Regions from separate parts of the Sus scrofa genome. Here region 2 is linked to region 1. A link is a contact called in public HiChIP or PLAC-seq data. All regions are on one chromosome and are shown on one strand. Each heading gives the region's core, a stretch centred on a gene start, on an enhancer-like site or on the middle of the called end of the contact. The rest is flanking DNA. Distances are from core to core; before and after follow the strand shown.

What was found. HiChIP or PLAC-seq counts read pairs in DNA pulled down with a chosen protein or histone mark.
Region 2: a contact with region 1 is called in an H3K27ac HiChIP or PLAC-seq map of alveolar macrophages. The contact joins the promoter of EPHX2 here to the promoter of TRIM35 in region 1. A contact is called at or near these places in 1 of 5 promoter capture datasets (fetal skeletal muscle), 2 of 47 Hi-C or Micro-C datasets (heart right ventricle and skeletal muscle) and 1 of 2 datasets of contacts at active chromatin or transcription factors (alveolar macrophages).

What each region holds. Positions count from the first base shown.
Region 1 is chr14:11,049,921-11,054,652 of Sscrofa11.1, reverse strand. It overlaps TRIM35 (tripartite motif-containing protein 35), which reads left to right and starts at 2,750. Exons shown (of 7, transcript XM_001928380.5): 1 at 2,750-3,314. The coding sequence starts at 2,880.
Region 2 is chr14:11,213,440-11,218,483 of Sscrofa11.1, reverse strand. EPHX2 (epoxide hydrolase 2) reads right to left here and starts at 1,359. Exons shown (of 19, transcript NM_001001641.1): 1 at 1,259-1,359. The coding sequence starts at 1,359.

The DNA.
Region 1 (4,732 bases), core at 1,501-4,000:
AAATTATGCACAGAATCAAAAAAGTCCAGAGTGTCTGAGCTAGTGAGAATTTGAAGCAATTTGTCCAATCTTTCCTTTAACGGTTGAGGAAAAGGAAGTAAGAAAAGTAAAATAACATGCCCTAGGTCATGCCCCAGGCTGCCCCTGGCCCCGGTGTGGCTTGGAATAGGACCAAGTCTTTTCCGGATTTCCAGAAAGACTGGAGGACCTTATTGGTTTGACGGTAACCTTTGTATTCTTCTTAAAGAAAAAAAAAAGCAATACATTTGGGTGTTTTTTTTTTTTTTTTTTTTGTCTTTTGAGGGCCACACCCACGGCCTATGTAGGTTCCCAGGCTAGGGGTCTAATTGGAGCTGTTGCTGCTGGCCCACGCCAGAGCCACAGCAACACCAGATCTAAGCCATGTCTGCGACCTACACTCATGGCAACGCTGGATTCTTAACCCGCTGAGCAAGGCCCGGAATCGAACCTACAACCTCATGGTTCCTGGTTGGATTCGTTTCCACTGTGCCACGACGGGAACGTCAACTCTTTACTCTTGTTTTGTTTGGTGGTCCTACTCAAGAGTCCTAGGAAAAAAACAACAAAACGAACAAAGAAAATCATATGAATGGCATGAAACAGATAGCAAAACATATTCACAGAGCAACTGGGACATACAGATAAAAGAGTTAAAGAAAATAAGACTAGGAGAAACTAGATACTCCAGAGGAGTGCCTAGAATGTGGGGTTATTAGCCCCATCTTGTGGCCTTTCCAGATATTGCCTCTAAGGTTAATTTTTGAACCAATAAGCATAGCTGGAGACCAACTAGATGAGTAGATCTAGAGCAATTGGTCTCAAACTTTAGTGTACCTGAGAATCATCTGGAGGGCATGTGCAAAATGTAGGTTCCTGCCCCCTCCCCAAAGAGGCAAGTAGATAAAAGTACGTTCAAGAATCTGTGCTTTTAGAAAGCCCAGGTTATTGCAGGAGGATCACTGACCATGCATAAGAAACACTGCAGAAAGCAGTAAGAATTGGTGGCATCCATCTCCGTGGTATTGTGGGAAAAGGGCTATTCTGACTAAAAGTTTGGAAGGAAATTGTCTAGGACTATCAAGGGCCCGAGATTTTGGCCTACTTGCATGTTAACATGCATAATGAAAAAAATGTTGTGTGCCATATCAGTAAACAAGAGATGTTGCAGCTATCAAGCCATCACATCAATGCTGACCTGATGATGAGCCCTGAAGGAACTCAGGATCAAAAGAGGATGCCATCTAGCAGTCAACGGCTACAGCCAGCTTCAGACAGGGCCTGAGGAAACTCAGGATGAAAAACCACAGGATACTGGCCCCAGACTGCTGAGGTGCATTATCAAAGGATTTCAGCGAGCCCAGACTCTTGGAATTTCCCATACACAGAAAAGTGTAAAATTCCTTAACTTGAGATGTCTGTTTTTTTTTTTTTTTTTTTTTTTAATTAACAGTAATCTTTTGAAATTCCAACAACCTGGTCTTTGTTGCAAGAACTCCAGTATGTCCTGGCCCCTCTCTTACCTCTTTGGAGCAGTCTTTCAGAGTGACATACTGTGTCCTGGGCTTAAGTCCTCAGTTTTGTCCAAGAAACAAAACATAATTCTCAACTTTTATGTTTTACATTTTTTTTTTTTCTCTCAGTATTCCAAGTCAGCATGCCACAGTCTTAGGAATGCTGGTAGATAAGAATTCTGGGTCAGAGACAAAGGATAGTTTAATCCAACAGGAATTCTGGGTCAGAGACAAAGGATGGTAGTCAGATTATAGTCACTTGAGCCAGTTTCTTGACCCTTAATTCCCACAAGCCTTTTGGGAACCTGTGGGCCACAGGAGGAAGCTTAGGGAACCTGAATGAATCTTTTATAATGAGGAGTCAGATTGCCAGATCTTTGCCTGGAAGGAGACATTATTTCTGTCTTCCCAAGCTGTTTATCATAGGAACATCCTTGAAAAATAAGTCTTATAAATGCAGTCTCTGCTCCCATACAGGAACTTGAGCCATGTGGACTTTGTCTTCCAACGCAAACCGGAAATGAAAGTGTGTCAGGGGAAAAGAATCCTACGTCAACCTGTGGCAGGAACGGGGAGTTGGAGAGCCTCATGCCTGCTGTAACTGGCATGAAGAATTCAGCCTGGATGCTAATTCCCATAGATAACTTTGCAGACGTCCTTGATCTCCGTTTCACTCTCGAGGACATAGGTTGGAAAGACTGTGACTTGCCCACTTATTCAACCACGGGATAAGAATGGGGTCTTCTCAGAGGTCTTCCAGGGCCCCTTTCTCTCACTCGGTTCTGCCTTACCCCAGGGGGCAAGCACAAAACTGGCCAAAATAAGTAAACAACTAATGCAAGAGTGGGCAAAGATCTTTGAAATAGCACTGCAAGTAGTGGACACGCTAACGACCAGGTAAGGTAGACTCCACTTCGGAACCAGAAATAAGGACCTCTGGCTCCTTCCACCTCACATGCCTGAGATTTCCGGGGATTGGTTAACGAAGAGACTCCTAGACTTCATTTCCCATTTGAAATCGGAAGTAGGTTTCAGTGACTCGGAACCCCACAGACTGGAAGGGGACTTACTTCCCAGCTAAAACTAGCGGGCCAACAAGGGAATGGCGGGAACTGCGGAGCATACAGGCCCCGCCCCGCTCTTCCGGGATTCCTCCCGCCCCGCGCCGACCGGAACTGGGCGGAGTCTCCCGACTACGCCCTGTGCGCTATTGGTTGGCGCTGCTGTCGCTCAGTGCTCCCGAGCGGAAGGGGCTGTGTGCCCCTCTCCGCAAGGTCCCGGGAGCCGCGAGGCAGGTGGGAGGGGCGTGAGTGAAAGTTGCCGGCGTTGGAGCCCGCAGACCCGGCAATGGAGCCGGGCCCGGCCGCGTCCCCCGGGCCTTCCCGTTCCTTCAAGGAGGAGCTCCTCTGCGCCGTCTGCTACGACCCGTTTCGCGACGCCGTGACTCTGCGCTGCGGCCATAACTTCTGCCGCGGGTGTGTGACCCGCTGCTGGGAGGTGCAGGTGGCGCCCACTTGCCCGGTGTGCAAGGACCGCGCGGCTCCCTCCGACCTGCGCCCCAACCACACCCTCAACAACCTGGTGGAGAAGCTGCTGCGCGAGGAGGCCGAGGGCGCGCGTTGGACCGGCCACCGCTCCCCGCGCCTCTGCCGCCTGCACCGCGGCCAGTTCAGCCTCTTCTGCCTCGACGACAAGGAGTTGCTCTGCTGCTCGTGCCAGGCCGATCCCCGGCACCAGGGACATCGGGTGCAGCCGGTGAAGGACACTGCCCACGACTTCCGGGTAAGCGAGGTCGCGTGAGGGAGGTGGCTGAGGGCGCACGTGGACTGGAACCCAGCACCCTGACTCTGCTACCCTTGCACTCCCGCCTGCCAGAGCGGTGTGTGCTCGGTCCTGCCCCTCTTACTGCTAGCTTGCTGGTGCCTTCTCGGGACCCCCACTCCCTGACGCTGATAACCTACAGAGGCTGCCTTCTTCATTAAGGCCCGCTCTTGGGTACCTAAGAGGGGAGGGGAGAGAATGTCAACAGGAAATGTGAGAATTGGGGTTACAATAGGAAGCTCTCAAGACAGCCCCGCCCACCTCTGAAGGGCTGGGACCACGCTGCCCCCTTTCTACCCGCTGGGTGTAGCCCACGCCCCTGAAGAAGCATAGGTGTGGGTAAGCCCAGCAACCCTGAAACTTGGCACAGTCTGGGTAAAGGCACAGGACCACAAGACCTGGCCAGGGATGTGGAGTCTTTAGATCTCCCCACATCGGTCACCTCCTTCTCGAGGTGGCCCCATGTGTTGTGTAGCTGTGGGGAGGCCTCTGGGCCCAGGCCAGCTGGACTGTTCTGAATCACTCTAGGCATCTCTGATGAGTAGAGTTTAAGTGGCTATAAATAAAGAAGCACTTAACAGGGCAAGAGTAACATGAAGGAAAAGTGATCAGGAAATAAGGATTCGCTAGCTCAGTTTTCAGATCTTTTGACCTTAGCTGGCCCATAGCAAATATTTTTTCCGTTATGACCCAGAACAGCCATGTGAATGTATGATGCTCTGTATCAGTTGTAACAAAAGTTCTGTGAAAATGTCTGTTGTGCTTAGACACTTGGTGTCGTTTTATTTTAAAAATTGCGCATGGGAGTTCCTGTTGTGGCTCAGCGGTTAAGGAACCCTACTAGCATCTATGAGGACTTGGGTTTGATCCCTGGCCTCGCTCAGTGGGTTAAGGATCCAGCGTTACTGTGAACTGTGGTGCAGGTTGCAGGCACTGCTCTGATCTGTGTTGCTGTGGTTGTGGCTTAGACTGGCGGCTACAGCTCCAATTGGACCCCTAGCCTAGGAATCTCCAGATGCTGCGGATGTGGCCCTAAATAAATAAATAAATAAATAAAACCTGCACAGAGTGTGAAACACTAATTTATTTCATCACCTGCTAATACATAGGCTAGACCCATAGTTTGGAGAACACTGGTTAGCTGGTAAGAAGGTGAGTATATTCCAAAGGGGGCACTGCAAGGACTCTGAGTGCCTGGTCTCCAGCCACTGTTTTACTCTGTTTTCATGTCTTTCTTAAGAAATGTCCAAAGTTGACAGTTGATATATATTTTGACAGAGTTCAAGTGGAGGGGAAGGTCAGCACCATGCTCCTTTGAACACCACAGTAGCTCAGCAGTAGGATAAGCCTATAACTGCTGTCCCCTTATTTGTTTAACA
Region 2 (5,044 bases), core at 110-2,609, 170 kb before region 1:
TGGAGCAGGTTAATCCTCTCTCCAAGCCTCAGTTTCTGCGTCTAAAAGTGAGGACTGCTCTAGCTTCTTTTGCTGAGCCCCTTTTGACCTGGCATGCTAGCGAACACCAGTCTTTTATCATTTTATATAGTAAAACAGCTCAAAAAGCCTGTTAGTCTTTGTATCACAGAATTCTAGAATGCCTTGGATAGGGCAGAACTCTCAAAGCTTCCACCCTGCTCCCGTAGTGCCAGTACGTGCCAGTAGTTTAGAATTTACTCTTCCTTGGATGTCCCTGGTGTGATCTGCCTTTCTTTGCTAAGTTTTAAAATAAATATGCTCTCCTTCCTTCTGACTGTAGGAGCAACGCATGTTTATAAGTCCTCCAAATTGGAAAATACAAAAAAGTAGAAAAGAAAGCATTCACAATCCCATCTGGGATGAATAATCCCAGGGATATTTTGGCATATGTCTTCAGGTATTTTCAACACGAAGTTTTTTTTTTTTTTCCATAGTTGAAACCATCTTGTATAAATGGTGTTATACTCTGGTGAGTTTGGTCTTTGCACTTATTAAACATTTTTTTTTAATCGAACTATAGCTGCTGGCCTACACCACAGCCACAGCAACACAGATCCAAGCCTATCTGCGACCTACACCACAGCTCATGGCAATACCGGATCCTTTAACCCACTGAGCAAGGCCAGGGATCGAACCAGCAATCTCATGGTTAGTAGTCGGATTCCTTTCTGCTGTGCCACAACCGGAACTCCGAAAACAGATATTTCCTGATGTCACTGTAACCTTATTCTGAACCTCCAGTTTACTGGTGATGTTTCCTAGTTTACCATTTTCCAGTGCTTAGGATGGGGGGTCGTTTCTGGTTTGCCCTTATAATGTGCAACACATAGGACTTTTCCCTCTAGAAACCTCAGCGCAGGTCTTTAAGGCACATTCCATTACAGAGAATTAAGTGGGCAGCAGACAGCTCAGGGAGTAATTTCTCTTACTTTAGGAAAAGCTTTCAGTATAGAGGGCAATTTTGGAGTCCTTAGAGAGATGAACTACTCATCATTTAGAAAGACAATGGATCTACCTACACTCCCTGGTACTTTAGGGCAGGGTAATTGTTTTAACCTTTTCCCCAGAGCTCCCGCCCTGCAGTAATCGGAAACCAGGGCTGGGAGTCCTGAAAGGACTTCTCCGAGAGGTCGCGCCTCTGCCGCAGGGTCCCACCCGCCAGCCTTCGGAGCGCGGGCAGTGGCGCCTGTCCCCTTACCTGGGCAGCGCCAGCTTCTCCTCGGCGCGGGCCCAGGAGGTGGTGATCGATGGCAGTGCCAGGACCCCGTCCAGGTCGAACACCGCCGCTCGCAGCGCCATGGCGGCCTCCGCCTCGGACTCGAAGCGCTTGGAGGAGTCGCAAAAAGGTCGTGGCTCCGGACCCTAGCAGCGGGCAGAGGGGGCCGCCCAGGACGAGCTCGATCCCGCCCCCTGTCCCGGCCACTCTCGCAGTCCTGGCCCCAGCACCGCCCTTCACCACGCCCCCGTCTGGGACTTGACCACGCCCCACCTCCGCCCCGCCCCCTGCCCTGGTCCCACCCTGGACGCTTTCCTGGGGGTTCCCTTGGTGTCCCCAGACCCAGGGCGGCCCAGGCTCCATCTCCATCACCTCCTGGCTCTTGGACCCAGGGTTAGAATCTCGTCTCTGGATGAATCCCCATCCGTCGCCTAAAATGAAAGTCCTAAGTACCCGAGCTCCCCGAGCTCCCGCTGTGACTGCTTGAAAGCTGGACCCAGGCCCTGGGACAGGCTGATCTCTTAAGGCGAACTTGGCAGACTTTCAGCATTCTGAGTAGGCCCGTGGAGAAGGCAGGCCTGAGAAAGAGCCAGGGGGCACAGACTCTTTAAGTGTGTGTGTGTGTGTTGCCAAAAGTTTATTCATTCAGTATTCGGATGCCCTACATTCATTTTGTTTTGCATCTCCAGTAAATTAGTAGCTTTATCGGCCTTCTTTTCTAGATCCAGTACATGTAATTACAAGTCCCTCACTATACTGACCATGTGCCTCTAGTCAGGCTCTTCGGTGTCAAGGTGGAGTATACTTCTAGAATAAACTATAATGCTCCAGGCATGGTATGCCAACCCAGCATACATTCATTCCAGTCTCCTGAGGTTTAGAAGAAATAAATTTGACCACCATTACCCCTTTGTACATTCTTCTTATATTAATGCTGCCTAAAAATGTTTGAGCTTTGTTTTAAATCACAGATTCCACATTCTTGGCTCCTTTGTGTTTCTAGAAAACCTAAACCTCCGCCTCCTTAGGAGTGTCTGACCTGGGCTTTCGAGCATGTTATTAGACTCTCTGAGCCTTTGTAGTGCAGCTCTGAGAATGAAAACATGCTCCTGGCTTGATGTTCCAGCTTGCTGAGAGCCTGGCTTGAATGCATCATCTGTGAATTTACCCGAGATATTTCCCCCCATTTACCTAGAAAAATGTTGTGAGAGATCACCAGAGACTTTACTGAAATCAAGAAGTTGTTGATGTACCAACCTTCAGTCTGGTCAACAAGAGAAATGAGTCTGCCTTGGGGTGTGTTGTGATCCAGGACCACACTTGCCTTTTTGGCTTCAGAATCTCCTCTGGGATTGTGCCTGAGAGTTGTTAGTGTTTTCTGAGATCCACTCCTAAGAAGCAAGAAGTAGGTAACACCGCCAAATGCTGTAGAAACATTGAAAAACAACAGCAATAACCCGGTTTGATATTGGACTTGGATGACACTGCGTGACCTATTTCAGAACATATTCAGTGGAGTTTTTAGAGATAGAAACTAGATCACCCTGGGTTTGAAGATTTATAAAGAGAATAAATACAGTGGTTGCTCAAGAAATTGGTAATCTCAAAAGTCCAACTGAGTCTAAAAAATAGAAAGCAAGTGGCAGTGTGACTTATGTAGTATGAAATCTCCTAAATTTAAATCTCCAGTTTAGACTTTCCTTCCATTTCCATCCTTGCATATGTAATTTCTTAATCAACACCTCCTCTTGAATATCTCATGGGGATCTTGAATTTCTTGTGACTGAAACAGAATTCTAGCTGCATTCCCATCTCCTGAGGCTTCTACTGGTCTTACTAAATGGCAGCCCCTTTCACTTGGTTGCTCAAGCCAAAGAATTTGGAGCTGCTTCCAAATTCCTGGGTCCCAGCTAAGTCCAGTGTCCTTAAACTCAGTCCCAGTGGTGGTCAGCTGACGGGGCCCAGAAAACAGCTTCAGGTTCAATGGTGGAGGTTTCCTGGGAGTCTTTCTTAAAGGTCCAATCTGACAGCTCACTCCTCCATTCCTTTCAAAGATTTTGTATGCCCTAATTTCCTGTATTCATTCTCTTCCACTTAAATTAACTAGAATGGGAGCTCCCGTCGTGGCTCAGTGGTTAATGAATCCGACTAGGAACCACGAGGTTGCGGATTTGATCCCTGCCCTTGCTCAGTGGGTTAAGGATCTGGCGTTGCCCTGAGCTGTGGTGTAGGTTGCAGACGAGGCTCGGATCCCGAGTTGCTGTGGCTCTGGCGTAGACTGGCAGCTACAGCTCCGATTAGACCCCTAGCCTGGGAACCTCCATATGCCATGGGAGTGGCCCAAGAAATGGCAAAAAGAAGAAAAAAGAAAAGATTTCCAGACTTTTTTCATCACCCACCTGGCTTATTGTAATGTCCCTCCCCCATCTTGAGCAACCTGGCCTACTCCTTCCCACTCCCTACTACGAAAAGGATGTGGCCCACTCCTCACCCCATCCCTATAGGGGCAAAAACGCCCCCAACTGACCAGCAAGTGTATCAAAGATCCCCATCTTTCCCCAACCAATCAGCAGATAGGCAGGTAGATGGCAAGACCTCACCTCTCTCCCTGGGCTATAAAAACAGACATGACTTTGCTCCCTCTCAGGGGAGTCAGCTCTTCCCTGATTATCAAGAAGTCATCCCGCTGCACTAGCAGCATCTCTCATCTCAATAAACTCTTCTTTTTCCTTAACTGGCTATGATGAAAATTTTTTTCCAACCTGCGTGCATGAACTTTAACACAGGGCAGGAAACTAGGAGATTGATCTGGTCTGGAATTTTTTTTTTTTTTTTTTTGTCTTGCCTTTTCTTGGGCCGCTCCCACGGCATATGGAGGTTCCCAGGCTAGGGGTCCAATCGGAGCTGCAGCCACCGGCCTACGCCACAGCCACAGCAACGCAGGATCCAAGCCGCATCTGCGACCTACACCACAGCTCACGGCAACGCCGGATCGTTAACCCACTGAGCAAGGGCAGGGATTGAACCCGCAACCTCATGGTTCTAGTCGGATTCGTTAACCACTGCGCCACGACGGGAACTCCTGGTCTGGAATATTTTATAACACCTTGTGAGTTGCAGAACTCCTGGATGAGTTGCTTAGGCAAAGATTAGAAGTCTCGATGGCATTTTACTGTGCCCTGCTCTTTCTCATGGGTCACTGTTCCCTTGTGTTTTCTGCCACACAAGTTACGGGAAGATGAGAGCTCTCTCACCTGGGCTACAGAAATGGGGTATCTTTTTGAAATGTAAATCCTAACCATTACATCTGCTAATTTTAATATTTATAAAATATATTTTAGGTGATAACATAGAATTATAAAACATGGCTAATGTCCTAGTGAAAATTTAAAAACTTACGCCGGTTGTCAATCACTACATTTGTAATGAACCGGTTATATTTAACTCATTAGATTTTGTTGTGGATTTCCTGCAGCCATTTTGACATGAAAACCAGAGCCCTGCATGGCCTGCACACAGAGCTGACTGTGGCCAGAGGGTCACAGATGAGGAAGACCACTGGAGAGAGAGTTAGGGAAGAGAAGCCCTGTTGCCATAACCAAGCAAATGCGTGTAGCTGAAAAAAGAAGAGGCCCTCGTTTGTGCCTGGGCCAGAAATTGCAGGAAACCTGTCTCTCTTTTTCCTGCAATGTCCACCCCCACAACCAACATTCTCTACTGAGAAAGCTTAGCATTGTGCATACCTTAAAGGAGAAATGCTTAAAGAAA